Regions from separate parts of the Mus musculus genome. Here region 2 is linked to region 1. A link is a contact called in public HiChIP or PLAC-seq data. All regions are on one chromosome and are shown on one strand. Each heading gives the region's core, a stretch centred on a gene start, on an enhancer-like site or on the middle of the called end of the contact. The rest is flanking DNA. Distances are from core to core; before and after follow the strand shown. Region 1 has its middle 29 kb from the start of Gm26685. Region 2 overlaps Gm51669 (a long non-coding RNA gene).

Region 1 (7,236 bases), core at 2,358-4,857:
CTGTGTATCCTGGCATTTCCACAGAGCACAGCTCTCCCACACTTGTACTCCCTTTCGCACCCTCGTGCTCCCTCTCCCACACTCGTACTCCCTCTCCCACCCTCGTGCTCCCTCTCCCACACTCGTGCTCCCTCTTCCACACTCGTGCTCCCTCTTCCACATTCGTGCTCCTTCTTCCATACTCGTGCTCCCTCTCCCACCCTCGTGCTCCCTCTCCCACCCTCGTGCTCCCTCTTCCACCCTCGTGCTCCCTCTCCCACACTCGTGCTCCCTCTTCCACACTCGTGCTCCCTCTTCCACATTCGTGCTCCTTCTTCCATACTCGTGCTCCCTCTCCCACCCTTGTGCTCCCTCTCCCACCCTCATGCTCCCTCTTCCACACTCATGCTCCTTCTTCCATACTCGTGCTCCCTCTCCCACCCTCGTGCTCCCTCTTCCACACTCGTGCTCCCTCTTCCACACTCGTGCTCCCTCTTCCACATTCGTGCTCCTTCTTCCATACTCGTGCTCCCTCTCCCACCCTCGTGCTCCCTCTTCCACCCTCGTGCTCCCTCTCCCACACTCGTGCTCCCTCTCCCACACTCGTGCTCCCTCTTCCACACTCGTGCTCCCTCTTCCACACTCGTGCTCCCTCTTCCACATTCGTGCTCCTTCTTCCATACTCGTGCTCCCTCTCCCACCCTTGTGCTCCCTCTCCCACCCTCGTGCTCCCTCTTCCACACTCATGCTCCTTCTTCCATACTCGTGCTCCCTCTCCCACCCTCGTGCTCCCTCTTCCACACTCGTGCTCCCTCTTCCACACTCGTGCTCCCTCTCCCACACTCGTGCTCCCTCTCCCACCCTCGTGCTCCCTCTCCCACACTCGTGCTCCCTCTTCCACACTCGTGCTCCCTCTCCCACACTCGTGCTCCCTCTCCCACCCTCGTGCTCCCTCTTCCACATTCGTGCTCCTTCTTCCATACTCGTGCTCCCTCTCCCACCCTCGTGCTCCCTCTTCCACACTCGTGCTCCCTCTCCCACCCTTGTGCTCCCTCTCCCACCCTCGTGCTCCCTCTTCCACACTCATGCTCCTTCTTCCATATTCGTGCTCCCTCTCCCACCCTCGTGCTCCCTCTTCCACACTCGTGCTCCCTCTCCTCCAGATCCTCACAGAGTAAACACTGAGTTATATCATTTTCTGTCTTGTGAAGTGTGCTGCCTAATTTCTACCTGGTCACCTGTGACAGGTGTGAACCTGTCAGTCTTTTTTGCCTCTGAAAAATGTAAACATTTGAAGATGATGCCTGGGTCTTCCTAGTTCATCCAAAGGACCCTTTCCAAGAGAAGGTAAACTGAGCACAACCTCAAATGAATAGCACACTGTGTTTTTACATTCATTCACCCAGGGATGGCATTACAAAATATCACAGGCTGGTTGGGTTAAATATCAGAAATTGATTTCTTACTGTACTGTAGGTTTGACATCCAAGATCAAACTAACAGCATGCTGGGTTTTCTTGGAGGCCTCTCTGAGCGGCCTGCAGAGAGTCACGTTCTCCATCCATTTTTCCTCTTCTTATAAGGAAACCAATCAGAACAGATTAGAGTTCACAGGAATTTCCTCATTTTTAACTTAATCACCTCTGTAAAGGCTCTATCTCCAGATACATGCTGTATCATAAAGAAGTAGGAGTTAGGGATTGAACTTAGAAAATTCCTGTTTCCTAAACCATAGTATAGGTAGATACATGCCCCAAAGGTGGCTGTGGTGGTTTGCATAGATATGGCCCCCATATACTCATGTGTTTGACTACTTGGCCATGAGGAGTGGCACAATTAGAAGGTATGGCCTGGTAGGAGGAAGTGTGTCACTGTGGAGGTGGCCCTGAGGTCTTCTATGCTCAAGCTATGCCTGGACCTCTCAGCCCCTTCTCCAGCACCATGTGTGCTTGCATGCCACCATCTTTCCTGCCATGACTATAACGGACCTCTGAACCTGTCAGCTGGCCCCAGCTAAACATTTTTTCCTTTATAGGAGTTGCCATGGTCAAGTTGTCTCTTCACAGCAATAAAACCTTAAGACAGCAGACAGTCCATACCCAGGTACTCTGCAACAATAGTGAGAACAAGTGCTCTTAACCACTGAGCATCTCTCCAGCCACAATAGAAAGGTTTTTAAAAACAGAGACTCATATAGTTCAGGCTAACCTCAAACTTCCAGTGGAGCCGAGATAAGATAAGGTGACTTTGAACTCTTGATCTCTTTTCACCTCCCAGGTCCTGGGGATAGCTAGTAATCTGTCACATGGCTTTATGGAAAAACAAAACAAAACAAAAACCCTCTCTCTGCAAGATACAATGGTAATTGCCTAGAAAACTTATTTTCTTTCTAAAGAACTTGAAATGGAGAACATAAAGAAAAGCAGCCTGTTGTTCACAGGTAAAGGTAGAAATGTTATTATTGTGTGTTCTTCACATCTTTTACACTTGCCTCCTGTTAGCACCCCAGTTGGTCAGTATTTACCCACTGAGTATGGTTCAGTGGAGACAGATTCTCTCAGAGGTCTGCAACTGAAAGAAAATGAGATTTTGTATCTTGTGATTCATGTAAAAGAGTTGTCTATGAGCCTCCGGCCTGGGGCCGAGAACAAAGCAGAACAGACAGGGCTGTTGTTAAGACATTCCTAAGAATGGCTTGATTGTACAAGCAGGGCTATCTTGTCTGGGTCAACACCACCTGGCCGGAACCTCCCCTCTGTCTACTGCCCCTTGATGCCGGGTAAAGTCATACATCAACTGGTTGCTATGTGAACAAAGATAAGCCCCCAGCCCACAGGAACAAAGTCCTGATGCCCTGTAATCTTTCTGTTAATGTTTGAATAAACCAATAGTGTGTCGCTATGCTGAATTCCACACCCCTAAGCCCCTTACCCCATAAAACCCCCTAGCTTTCAAGCCTCGGGGCCGACATGCATTATCTCCTGTGTGGGATGCATGTCGGTCCGGAGCTCCGTCATTAAACGTCCTCATGTAGTTACATCAAGAGATGGTCCTTCGTGATTTTTTTGGGTGCACGCCGAATTGGGAATTGGGTGGGGGTTTCCCCACTAGGTCTAACACAACATCCTCCCCCCCCCCAAAAAAACAACACTTTTCCAGGCCTACATAGTCATGTGTGAATTATAAATTCAGAAATGGACAGCTTGTCTCTATACTAAACTATGAACTACCAGGTGGAGTGACTTGATCCCTGGGGATTATCTGATGGTAAGCAAATGGGATTTTATAAAGGATCAGTCAAAGTGGCAGTCCGCAGGGACTGTTGGCTAGAAGGACCTCGGCTATGGCAGTCCATGGAACTCTCATGTCACCTCTCCTCTTGCCTCTCCACAAGGAGAAAGCCCTAAGTATTAAGAACAAGCATCTCAAGGGAGCTAGGTAGGATGGTACCCTAGTTTTCAACAGAGTTTTGTTTCTGCTCTAGTTCCACATGTGCTCAGTTTCAAAGAAAGGGTTATAGTCTCCGCCCCTCAATGAGTCAAGATCACATTGCAAAAACAAAAGGTATTGTTGGGGCTATATCTGGAAACTACCATTGTTTAGTCAACAATTTACCCCTCTTCCTTGATAAATACTTGCCTCTAGGACCACCAAATCTCACTCTATCACGACATTAGGCCATTGTTTAAACCAAGCACTTCAAATATAGCAATTTGAGTACCATTCCTCCACTATAAAGAGTAAGCTAAAGTTACTGAACACACCCTCACCCCCATCCCCACCTCCTACCTTCCACCCCCAACCCCCAGTGATATAATAGTTCAACATAACTATGACAGACACTCCTGTTCATAAAGGAAGGACGCATGAGGTGCATAGCAGTCACAGGTCCAGACATCTTTCTGAAACCCAGAGGGGCACAAACTGCCTGCCCGGTGTTCACTAAGGCTCTTGGGTCTGCTGCTCGTTCTGAACCTCTTGGCACTGCCCACAGAGTACTTGGCTCTGCCACAGAGTAATTTTTTCAGCCAGCTCATTACATGTATCGAGGAATCCAAATGTCCCATTTCATTTGTGCTGGTTGTGAGCCTTTTGGTGTAAGCTGATACAATCCCTTTGAAAGCTTTGTGAACACTTGGGGTTATCCATTTATAATTTATTCGGTGAGACTTTTAAAAACCAGACCACGAATTTCCTTGTGACTGGCTTTGCTTTCTCAGCTTTGGGGTCCCTGTGATATTTCATGAGGCAATAATATCTTTATTGCTCTTTTTGCTTTTTTTTTCTTTTAACTACACTTATTTGTTTGTTTGAGGTGGGTGCACTTGTGTCAGAGGACAGCTAATGAGGATCTTTTCTCTCCTGCCATGCAGGGCCTAGGGCTACACAAAGTCATCAGGCTTAGTGGGAAGTGCCTGCACCTGCTGAGCCATCTTACAGCACCCCGCCCTAGCTCTTTCTTTTTCTTTTCTCTTGAGAAAGAGTCTTCCCACAGAGTCTTCAGGGTGACTGTGACCTCATGACACTCCTTCCTCAGCCTCATAAACCCTGTAATTAACCATAGCCACTGACTTCATACATCTTTAGAAGCCCTATTGCCAAACAAAAGAGATCAGATGTTACCAGCTTTTCTGGGGCATCTTAGAAAATAGTGGGGTGAGGGTGCTAAACCTATTCTTTTTTTTTTTAATTTATTTATTTATTATATGTAAGTACACTGTAGTTGTCTTTAGACACACCAGAAGAGGGCATCAGATCTCATCACGGATGGTTGTGAGCCACCATGTGGTTGCTGGGATTTGAACTCAGGACCTTCGGAAGAGCAGTCAGTTCTCTTACCCACTGAGCCATCTCTCCAGCCCGCTAAACCTATTCTTGCTCTAAGTCAAAAGCTATCACCGAAGGCTGGACCCTTCCCTCTGTTTGAAAAACTCAAAGGCGAACTGTCTTTAGAAAAAAAGGTTCACTAAGGCTGAACCACGGGGCTCCAAGATCATTAAACTCAAGTTGGGAACTCAGGAAGATGGTCAAGCAAACAAGAGGGCGGTTGCTAGTGACAACATATTTAGACAACTAACAATTGCAAATATTGGGGCTGTCAAATTGAGAGACAGATAGACAGGAGGGGGGAGGAGGGGGAGGAAGGAGAGAGAGAGAGAGAGGTGCATAGGCTGGCTTCCAACTTGCTACTTCTGATCCTCCTACCTACATTGCCCAAGTGATTAGATTACAGGAGCATGGCAGTATGTTCATATCTCTCTCTCTCTCTCTCTCTCTCTCTCTCCCTCTCTCTCTCTCTCTCTCTCTCAAATGCTAGATGTCAAATTCAGGGCCTTTTGCATATCAGGCACTCTACCAACTAAGCTACCTCTCTGACCCAGAAAATGAAATTTCATAACTGAAATATTTAAGGATAGGTAATTTCAAATGGCACAGTCCAGCATACAAGGAACTAGCGGCAGTGGAAAGCCACGAGCTGTCGCCCCACAAACTGCTTCTTCACTGACAGCAGGAAGGAGGGGGGAAAGTGAAATGGAGAAACGTGTGTGGTGCCAACTGTGCCCCCGATGGGTATACACTGGGGAGCACCCAAAGTCACATGTGCAGCCTTCCTCCCAAAATTATTAATCAGGTCCAGATCATGAAGAAATGCCTAGACGGATCCCTATTGAAGAAGCAGCTTGGCATGGGGGTCTTCCGAACTTTAAGATTAGGATAGAGTTTTGTAAGTGGATCTCGGGAAAGACCCTTCATTGTTTTAGGTTGTTTTTCTGGTGCGTGATAAAACACCAACCTAAATCAACTAAGGCGGGGTGGAGAGGGTTTATTTCCACTAAAGAGTCACAGTCCATGATTGAGGGAAGTCAAGTCAGGGAAGGAGCCTCCAGGCAGGAACTGAAGTAGACTGGAGAGGAGTGTTGCTTCCTGGCTTACTTTCCATGGCTCGCTCACCTTACTTGAGACTCGAGGGAGGTATCACCCACAGTGGGCTAGCCCTCCCATATCAACCATAATTCAAGAAAATACCCCACAAAAACATGCCCAGAGGAGGCAATTCCTCAATTCTCTTCCCTCTTCTCAAGTGACTCTAGTTTTTGTCAAATTGACAAAGGAAGGTTTTTAAAAACATTTTTTGGCAGAAAGATTTTGCTGGCAGAACCCTGATATAGCTGTCTCTTGTGAGGCTATGCCAGTGCCTAGCAAATACAGAAGCAGATGCTCACAGTCATCTATAGGATGGAACACAGGGCCCCTAATGAAGGAGCTAGAGAAAGTACCCAAGGAGCTAAAGGGGTCTGCAACTCTATAGGAGGAACAACAATATGAACTAACCAGTACCCCCCAAAGCTGTGTCTCTAGTTGCATATGTAGCAGAGGATGGCCTAGTCAGCCATCAATGGGAGGAGAGGCCCTTGGTATTGCGAAGATCATATGCCCCAGTACAAGGGAATGCCAGGGCCAGGAAGCAGAAGTGGGAGGGTTGGGGAGCAGGATGAGAGGAGGGTATAGGGGACTCTCAGTATAAGGGGCTTTGGGGATAGCATTTGAAATGTAAATGAAGAAAATATCAAATAAAAAAGTTTTTAAAATTATTGGAGCAGGGGCTTAGGGAGATGGCTCGTTAGGTAAGCTTCCCTCTCAAGTGTGAGGACTTGAGTTCATGTCTCTAGAATGTCGAGCTGGATGCTGTCCTGCTTGTCTGCAATCCCAGCGCTCCTATGGTGAAATGAGAGCCAGAGTCGGGAGAATCTTTGCAAGTTCTTGAGCCAGTGAACAGCAAGGGATCCCATCTCATACATAACTGCACCTGTGCAAGGACTTGTGCACAATGACACTTAGCCACACAAATGTGCACGCATACACACACACCCATAAACACACATCCTACACTGCACACACATAAGCAATTTGTGAAAGCAGTCAAAGACACTTGAATTTGCCCTACATATCAGGGCAAATACTGTGTTTTCCTTGGGGAACTTTCTGAATCTGCCATGTGTGTTTTCTTTACGTCGGAGATTGCCCTTGTTCTTCATAGACACGTACTAAGATATTCCAGATAACGGTAATAGAATTCTGTGTGAACGAACTTTTCAGTGGTGGTACATCAGGAAATAGTGTGAGCAGGCAAGTGTGAGAGGAAAATGGAAAGGCTAGTGTGGAAAGCACTGGAAGCTGGTGACTCTAGGTAGTGGTACCAACCTGCTAGTCATGACCCTTTGTGGGGCAAATGACCCTTTCACAGGGGTCACTAAA
Region 2 (7,453 bases), core at 4,418-6,917, 460 kb before region 1:
TCTCTTGATTTAGTGCCTTTGGGAGCTTAGATTCTGGAAAACAGCCCTGTCCGTAAAAGTCAGACACTAAATCAGCTTGGCTTCCTTGATTTCCAAGAGAAATTATACAGCCACAGAAAAATAGTGAACCTCCCTGCTTTCCTCAACAGGCTTTCTAATTCCCACGGCTCAGGGAAGGAAAAAGCCATTTATCTCCTTCTGTGTCTGCTCTGTACCACGTGCGCGCATGGTGTTAGGGTTGCATACTCAGTGCTCTGCACAGGCTGCTGTGTTGAATCCTCGGTCCCCAGCAGGAGGTGCTGTTCTCAGGAGGAGGTGGAGACATTAGGAACCCGGCTTAGGTAGAGAAGCGGCTTGGAAGTGTCCTTGGGGCCTTGGGGGGTTGTGTCTTGTCCTTGCCCATCCCTTCGTTGTCCTCTACTTCCTGTTCCTCAGGCGCTGAAGTCAGAATTCTCCTCTTCCTCCATGATGCCGAGCCTCACTGTGGGCCCAGGCAGAATCCATAGTTAAGGTATGTAGACTGAAATCGCTGAAGCTGTGAGAAAATCCCTGGCTCCTCCCAGTAAGGTGACTCTATCAGTGGTTCTGTCACAGTGTGGTAAGACAAGTGATTCATACCCCCGGTGACAAGATTCTTTGCTCACCATGTCCTTACAAATCTTCACATTTTTATAATTTACTTGAAAAGGGAAGGAAGCCAGCATGGAAATTGCCTTTAGAAGTCTATATGTATTATACCTGCTGTGTCTTCTTTAAAAAAAAAACAAAACAGTTCAGGTTTTGTGCTTTGGCTTAGGCATCACTGCTGAAGTGTGACTTGCAGTTTTTTCATATCTCTGAAGAAGGCCGTTTTCAGAAGCACAGAGTGACCACGGTCCAAAAAGAGCACTTGTAAAGCATTTCCAGTAGATCCAGTTCCCGTCATAATTTTACTGGTCATGTACTGGCTATAAATCCTTCTCTTCCTACTACAAACCTATTATAGAAGAACCCAGACTCACAGAGCGCATGACTTTGCATTCAATTAAGAAAATTGCCTCAGCTCCCCAAATTTGAAAGTAGTAGGGCTGTCCACAGAGGAATTCGACTTCTGCTCTGGAAAATGTGAGCAGCTTTGCAGGCCTCTGAGCAGGACACTGGAGAGAAAGACTATGCTGGCCAGAAAGCATTTTCCACAGCAGCGGATTTCTGTCTACAATTCCCTGAGCTTATGATGTGCTCAGAACTAAATCTAGAACAGACTCTTTTTGGTTACTTTGATAAAAAAAGCAACATTTTCTTTGAGAAAGACTTTCTGTTAGAGCAATAGTAGGCTGTTCATGGAGGCACCACACCCCAAGTGACTGTTTCTGCCCACAACAGCAAGAAACTTGAGCAAGTTGCTTTTTTACCTATTTATATATTTCTTTAAACTTAAACATTTATTTATTCATTTATTTATTTACATGTGCATGCACATGTGTGCATGTGTGTGTGTGTGTGTGTGTGTGTAAAATGTGCCTTATCATACATGTTGAGGTCAAAAGATGACTCTGAGGAGTTTTTTCTTTCTGCTGTGTTGATTCTGGGGATCTGACTCAGGTTGTCAGTTTGGCAGCAAGTGCTCTTACCTGCTATATTCTCTTGCCAGACCCTGGGTCTGTGTCTCAATGTAAATAGTTTGGATTTTTAATAGATGGCATGATATAGTGGTTTCTCCCAGATAGATGTATATAAAAATAAAATCCCAATGTTTTCTGACATGGATCTCTCCTCCCCGGTTAGGTAGGCTGTCTGCACCGTATATTTCCAATTAACTTTGTGGAGGTTTGCAGAGAGCTACTATGGAAAGAGCATCTTGGCATTTTTATCTTCGCTGTGTTTGTTTCCCTGGAGGAACATGCTGTTGAAGAGATTAGAGCTATTTACTAAGGACAATAACGAAGAGTTACATAGTAGGTGTTGGACACAGTATTTCCTTGCAGATAAGTATCCATTGGATCCTCATAGGCTGCCTTGTAGGTTCATCCCAGTGCAGTGAAAAACTTGTGTCTCCTTTCATAATGTCTGTTGTCTATTTGAAGATGTGGCGCTGTAGACAGGCAGAGCCCTAGCTGTGCTCTTGCTTTATTTGATTATAACTCAGTTCATCCCTTAGGCGAGGCTGCAATGGACCCAAGCCAGACAACACCAGCACGCATTCCTCACTGTCTCTGTTAATTTGCTTTCTCCACGGAACTCACTGCTGCTTGACAGTGGATGTCTCTCTGCTTGTGCTCCCTAGAGCTCTTTACTGATTTTCTCTTCTAGGTCCAGGCTTGAGGGCAGGAAGGGCTTGATTTCACTGTTTGATCCCCGGTGGCTGAAACAATAGATGACACAATAAATGTTTCCTGAGCACACAAATGGATGTAGTATGTTGTACAAGCCCAGGGACTACCTTCTTTTTATTAGATAAAATAAAATAAATAGAAATAATTCTGATAGGAGAACCTTGAGAAAAGACTCATTACAACTTCTTGTTTATCTTTTAGGAACCAATGGGAAATTCTCTACAAGCAGGACTAAGAAGACATTCTTTTGGTTTTCTTTGGTATGTTTTTTTTTTTTTAATATAGTATATCCTGATAATAATTTCCTCTTCTTCTACTTCCCAAGTTCCTTCCCACATCTCCTCCCATCTGATCTACCCCTTTTCTGTATCTCATTAGAAAGCAAATAGGTTTCTAAGGGATAATAAGAAAATAAAATGAAATAAGATAAAGTAAAAGCAAACACATTGCAATAGGTCAAATACAAACAAACAGAAGGAAAATAGCCCAAGAGAGGTACAAGAAATAGATGTAGACAGAGACTCACTCATTTACACTTTCAGGAATCCCACGAAAACAGAAAACTAGAAGCCATCGCATATATTCAAAGGACCCGTAGGGTTGAGAAAGAGAGAGGGAGAGGGGAGAGGGGAGAGGGGAGAGGGGAGAGGGGAGAGGGGAGAGGAGAGAGGGGAGAGGGGAGAGGGGAGAGGGGAGAGGGGAGAGGGGGGACAGGGGGGATGGGGAGAGAGGGGAGAGGAGGGGAGGAGGGGAGAGGAGGGGAGAGGGGAGGGGGGGAGAGGGGAGAGGGGGGAGAGGGGAGAGGAGGGGGAGAGAGAGAGAGAGAGAGAGAGAGAGAGAGAGAGAGAGAAGCCCTGATTATTAGGAGACAAGGAACCTCCAAAGAAGCCTTTGAGTTAATTTTCTGTTGGGCATCCACTGCCGGGCATGTGGACCCTCAGGAGCAGAGCTTTCACCTGTCTTGGCTAATGAACCATGATTACTGTTTACTAGTGTCAGTACCAGAAGGTACTCGTATACCATCAAAGGAGAAAGGTAAACACCAACCCATCTGTGAACCCTTAGATCTTCGGTGGTGTCCTGCCTGCAAGGTATGCCAATGCAATGGTGGCACAAACCTCATGGGAGTAACCAACCAATAACTGATGTGACTGAACGCCCACTCCATGAGATGGAACCTGTACCTGACACTGCTTTGGTGACTAAGAACCTGAGATTAGATACCCCGGGGGCTTATGGGAAAACAAAATATCACTGTTCTACTAAAGGAATGTAGCAATACAATGACTCCTAATGACATCCTGCTATACTCATACGTCAGTGCCTTGCTTCCTCTCATATCATATGGGAACCTTCAGTGACCCACAGACACACAATATTCAGAGGGTGAGAGGCATTGGAATACTCAGCCCTAAATGGTATGTCTCCATCAAATCCCTCCCCTTAGGACTCAGGGAACTCTGTGGAAGAAGAGACAGAAAGAGTGTAAGAGCCAGAGGGGATTCAGGACACCAAAGAAACAAGGTCTTCTAGACACATCAGGGCTGCAGAGCTGAGGGAGCACATACAGAGCCTGCATGGGTCTATAGCACTGGTCTACACCAGATGAGGTTCTAGAACTGAAAGAAACAGTAGACACATGCGCCCATCTCTAACCCAGAAGCTGCCTCCAACTGATAACCATGCACATATGAAAATGTAGTTTTCTCCCTGAGAGTCTCACTAGGAGACAAAGAACTCTTAAAGGGACATTCTTAATCTGCACTGGTCGGCTGTAACCCTGGCAACATGCCACACAATAACAATTGGCCGATCATGTGACACATAGAATGATGCTCTATGTGTCTATATGCTCTATATAGATGAGAGTTTTGTCACCGAGTGGTGCCTTGAAACTCGTCACTCAAACATCTGTACTGATGCTGCTCTGGCAGCCAGATGGATATAGTTCAGGCCATTATTGTGTATGAGATACCGGATTTTGGATTATGCGTTTATTTTTATTATTAATTTTATTGTGTTTCTTCTATTTACTTACAAGCTAGTTTACCTAACATAGTATCCCATGTTATATCTTTTATTCCTGTTATTAACTGAAGCATCCCTGTAGATTGGATGGTCTGTCCATATAGGTTTAGAGATATGTAAGAAAAATAAGCTACAAAACAGGCTGTGGTTTAGAGGGGAATGTGGGAGGCTCCTTTAAACCGAGTGCAAGGTTGTGAATCTGAAATCCTTTAGAAGAAGGCTTCCCAGGCCCTACTGGCTTGTAGCATTCACCACAGGCCAGTAAACTGCTTCTCCCAAATCAGGGTGGGCCACTTAGTGACTCTGTCCTGAGGCTGCACTGAACACGGTTGTAAGAGTGGATCCTTTCCCTTATTTTCATGAAATTACGCACTGACCTGTTATTTAGGGACCTTAAGAGTCATGTGATGCTAATAGATAATAAAACCCAGCCATTACCAGGTCAATATCTCACTGCGACCAGAGTGGGTTTGCCTTTTTGCCTGAGGAGTCTCTTGTGTTGGTGAAGGAGGAAGGAAGGTAAACTCCTGGCTCCTTGCTCCCTAGGTGTCCTCTTCAAGTCAAAGGGTCTTCCAGAGTTTCCAGTGCTACAGGATTAATGAATTTAGGTGTTGTTGAAAAACCAAGAAAATGTAGGGGAAAGTGCAGTAGAGGTGCAGCCTAGAGGTAATGGAAGGAAGGGCTGGGGTTTTAGTTCATAGCAAAGAGCTGCCTGGCTTGGGTTTGAGGTTCAGCACAGCAGAGATGGAGGGGGAGAGGAGGAGGGAGAGGAAGACAGAGAGGGGAAGGGAAAGGAGGAGTGAGGAAAAGAGGGAAGGAGGGAGAGAGGGGGGGAAACACACACACACACACACACACACACAGACAGAGAGACAGAGAGAGAGAGACAGAGAGACAGAGAGAGGCACAGAAGCAGATAAACAGCCAGCCAGGGACAAACAGGGAGAGAGGAGAGGAGAGGAGAGGGAGAGGGGGAGGGGGAGGGAGAGAGAGAAAGTTTGGGTGATGTGGATATTTAGCTAACTGTACAGGCTCAGCTTCTCCTTGGCCACAGAGGAATGCAGTGTTTGACTTCACCTGTCACACAATCTAGCTGTTTCAGGGGGCTGTGGCTCAGTGTGTGTGTGTGTGTTTGTGTGTGTGTGTGTGTGTGTGTGACAGTCCTGTTGCTATTTTTAGCTGACACTGAGCAGACATTGGATCTCTTTGCAGACATCATTCAACTCTGCTGCTGGCTGGCGGCAGTGGGGCCAGTATGGTGGGCTGAGTTCTGGTGAGCCGGCTTTCCACGGGTTCTCTCTCCAAGAACAATGCACTCCAGCCCCACCCTCTCCTTTATCATCTTGTGCTGTTGTCCTATGTATTGTTGTTTCAGGAGAAGTCGGCACATTCCGTTCAGCCCGAAAGGCAGGCCTTTAACCCCTTATTCACTTGAATTCAAAATTGTTGCTTGAAGTGAGAGAAAGCATCCATGGGAAGGGCTGAGTTAGAGTTAGAGCTTTGTAGTGTGCTGCCCCTCACACTGACCCACACTGTTTCCCTGAGATTAGGTACATCACTCTAGGTCTTTGCATCTCTAAAATGAGGGAGCCGAGCAGTGATTGCAATCTTTTCAACAAGACCTAGAAGGCTCACACACAATGCACACATTAGATTATACATTGGATCACTCTAAGTTGCTCACCAGTCCGATTTTGCCTACAGGGTGTTATGAACCCTTTCATTTCATGTACACTGCCTGGGTACTAATAGAATTACCAATCTGGGGAATTAATCCATCTATAGGACTTAGAGATGAAAGCATCTAGAAAGTGATGTCTTAAGGTTTGTATTCCTGCACAAACATCATGACCAAGAAGCAAGTTGGGGAGGAAAGGGTTTATTCAGCTTACACTTCCACATTGGAATTCAGGACAGGAACAGGACAGGAACTCATGCAGGGCAGGATCCTGGAGGCAGGAGCTGATGCATAGGCCATGGGGGAATGTGGTTACTGGCTTGCTTCCCCTGGCTTGCTCAGCTTGCTTTCTTATAGAACCCAGGACTAACAGCCCAGGGATGGCACCACCCACAATGGACCCTTCCACCCTTTATCACTAATTGAGAAAATGCCTTACAGCTGGATCTCATGGAGGCATTTCCTCAAGGGAGGCTCCTTCCTCTGTGATAACTCCAGCTTGTGTCAACTTGGCACACAAACCCAGCCAGTACAGATTTTTACTAAGGTTTCACTAGATCAGCACAGCTCATTGACTCATTGGCTGCATAGCTGAATTTTATTCTAGAGGTCATAAGTTCAAAATGATAACAGTAGTTCAAAGTTAATCACATGGCTGGCCTCCCTGGTGCCAACACCCCCTTCTTGAGTCATCTTTTCAGCAAGGGCTTGGGTGTGGTTCAGGGGCCTACTGGGAAAACTTGACCTTAAGGCAAGTCTAAGAGTTTATAAGGCTCTTTCCCAGAAACCAGTGAGTTAAGATCAGGTAAATTTTAAACAACAGTGGGAAATAAGAGTTTTATCCTCATTTTGTAGGTGATACTTAGGGTGGCTAATTGACTTGTATAAGTCACATGGGCGTATAGTGATGCTGCAGAGCCCCAATCCTGACCTCTGACCTCTCATTTCTATTTCTTTCCAATGCCCCAGGATGGATCCCCAACAGTAAGAGTAACTTCCTGTCATCACTGTCATTGTTAACTGTCAACTGTCTCTCAGTAGCTGCATGTGACTCTATGACCATGACTACTGTTCTCCATGGCTATCGAGGGTTCCTCTTCCTGGGGGAGGAGCCCAGGGATGCTGAGTATGAAATTGGCAGCCTTGTGATTGGGATGCCCATTCTATGATAGGTACTCAAGCTTTGCGGACATTGAATGTGAGCTTCAAGGTGATGATGCCTCATTAGTTGAACTCTGGGGAAGAGCAGAACAATGGAGGCATAAGTGTCCAACTTCAGTGGCCTTTTTGTAGGTAGGAGAATCTCTACTCATGATCAGAACATTTTTTAGAAGTCTTTTTACCTAGATTTCACCATCTTGTCTGCCCGTCTGTGTGTCTGACTACTTGCCTATCATCCATAGAGAAGCTTCCAGTCATTTCAAGGAAACTGGCT

The links. HiChIP or PLAC-seq counts read pairs in DNA pulled down with a chosen protein or histone mark.
Region 2: an H3K27ac HiChIP or PLAC-seq map of extraembryonic endoderm stem cells shows a contact between it and region 1. The contact joins two enhancer-like sites. A contact is called at or near these places in 3 of 115 datasets of contacts at active chromatin or transcription factors (extraembryonic endoderm stem cells, pancreatic cancer cells and trophoblast stem cells).

What each region holds. Positions count from the first base shown.
Region 1 is chr1:164,529,117-164,536,352 of GRCm38.p6, reverse strand. No RefSeq gene overlaps it. Among named protein-coding and RNA genes, the nearest start is that of Gm26685, 29 kb to the right of the region's middle. Within about 2 kb of position 3,607, at least 12 of the 459 cell types and tissues checked have an H3K27ac peak or open chromatin away from gene starts, as enhancers often do. A contact at or near this core is called in extraembryonic endoderm stem cells, where this site is marked.
Region 2 is chr1:164,992,550-165,000,002 of GRCm38.p6, reverse strand. It overlaps Gm51669 (a long non-coding RNA gene), which reads left to right. Exons shown (of 8, transcript XR_003948128.1): 8 at 2,514-2,553. Among named protein-coding and RNA genes, the nearest start is that of 1700029M03Rik, 35 kb to the right of the region's middle. Within about 2 kb of position 5,667, at least 54 of the 459 cell types and tissues checked have an H3K27ac peak or open chromatin away from gene starts, as enhancers often do. A contact at or near this core is called in extraembryonic endoderm stem cells, where this site is marked.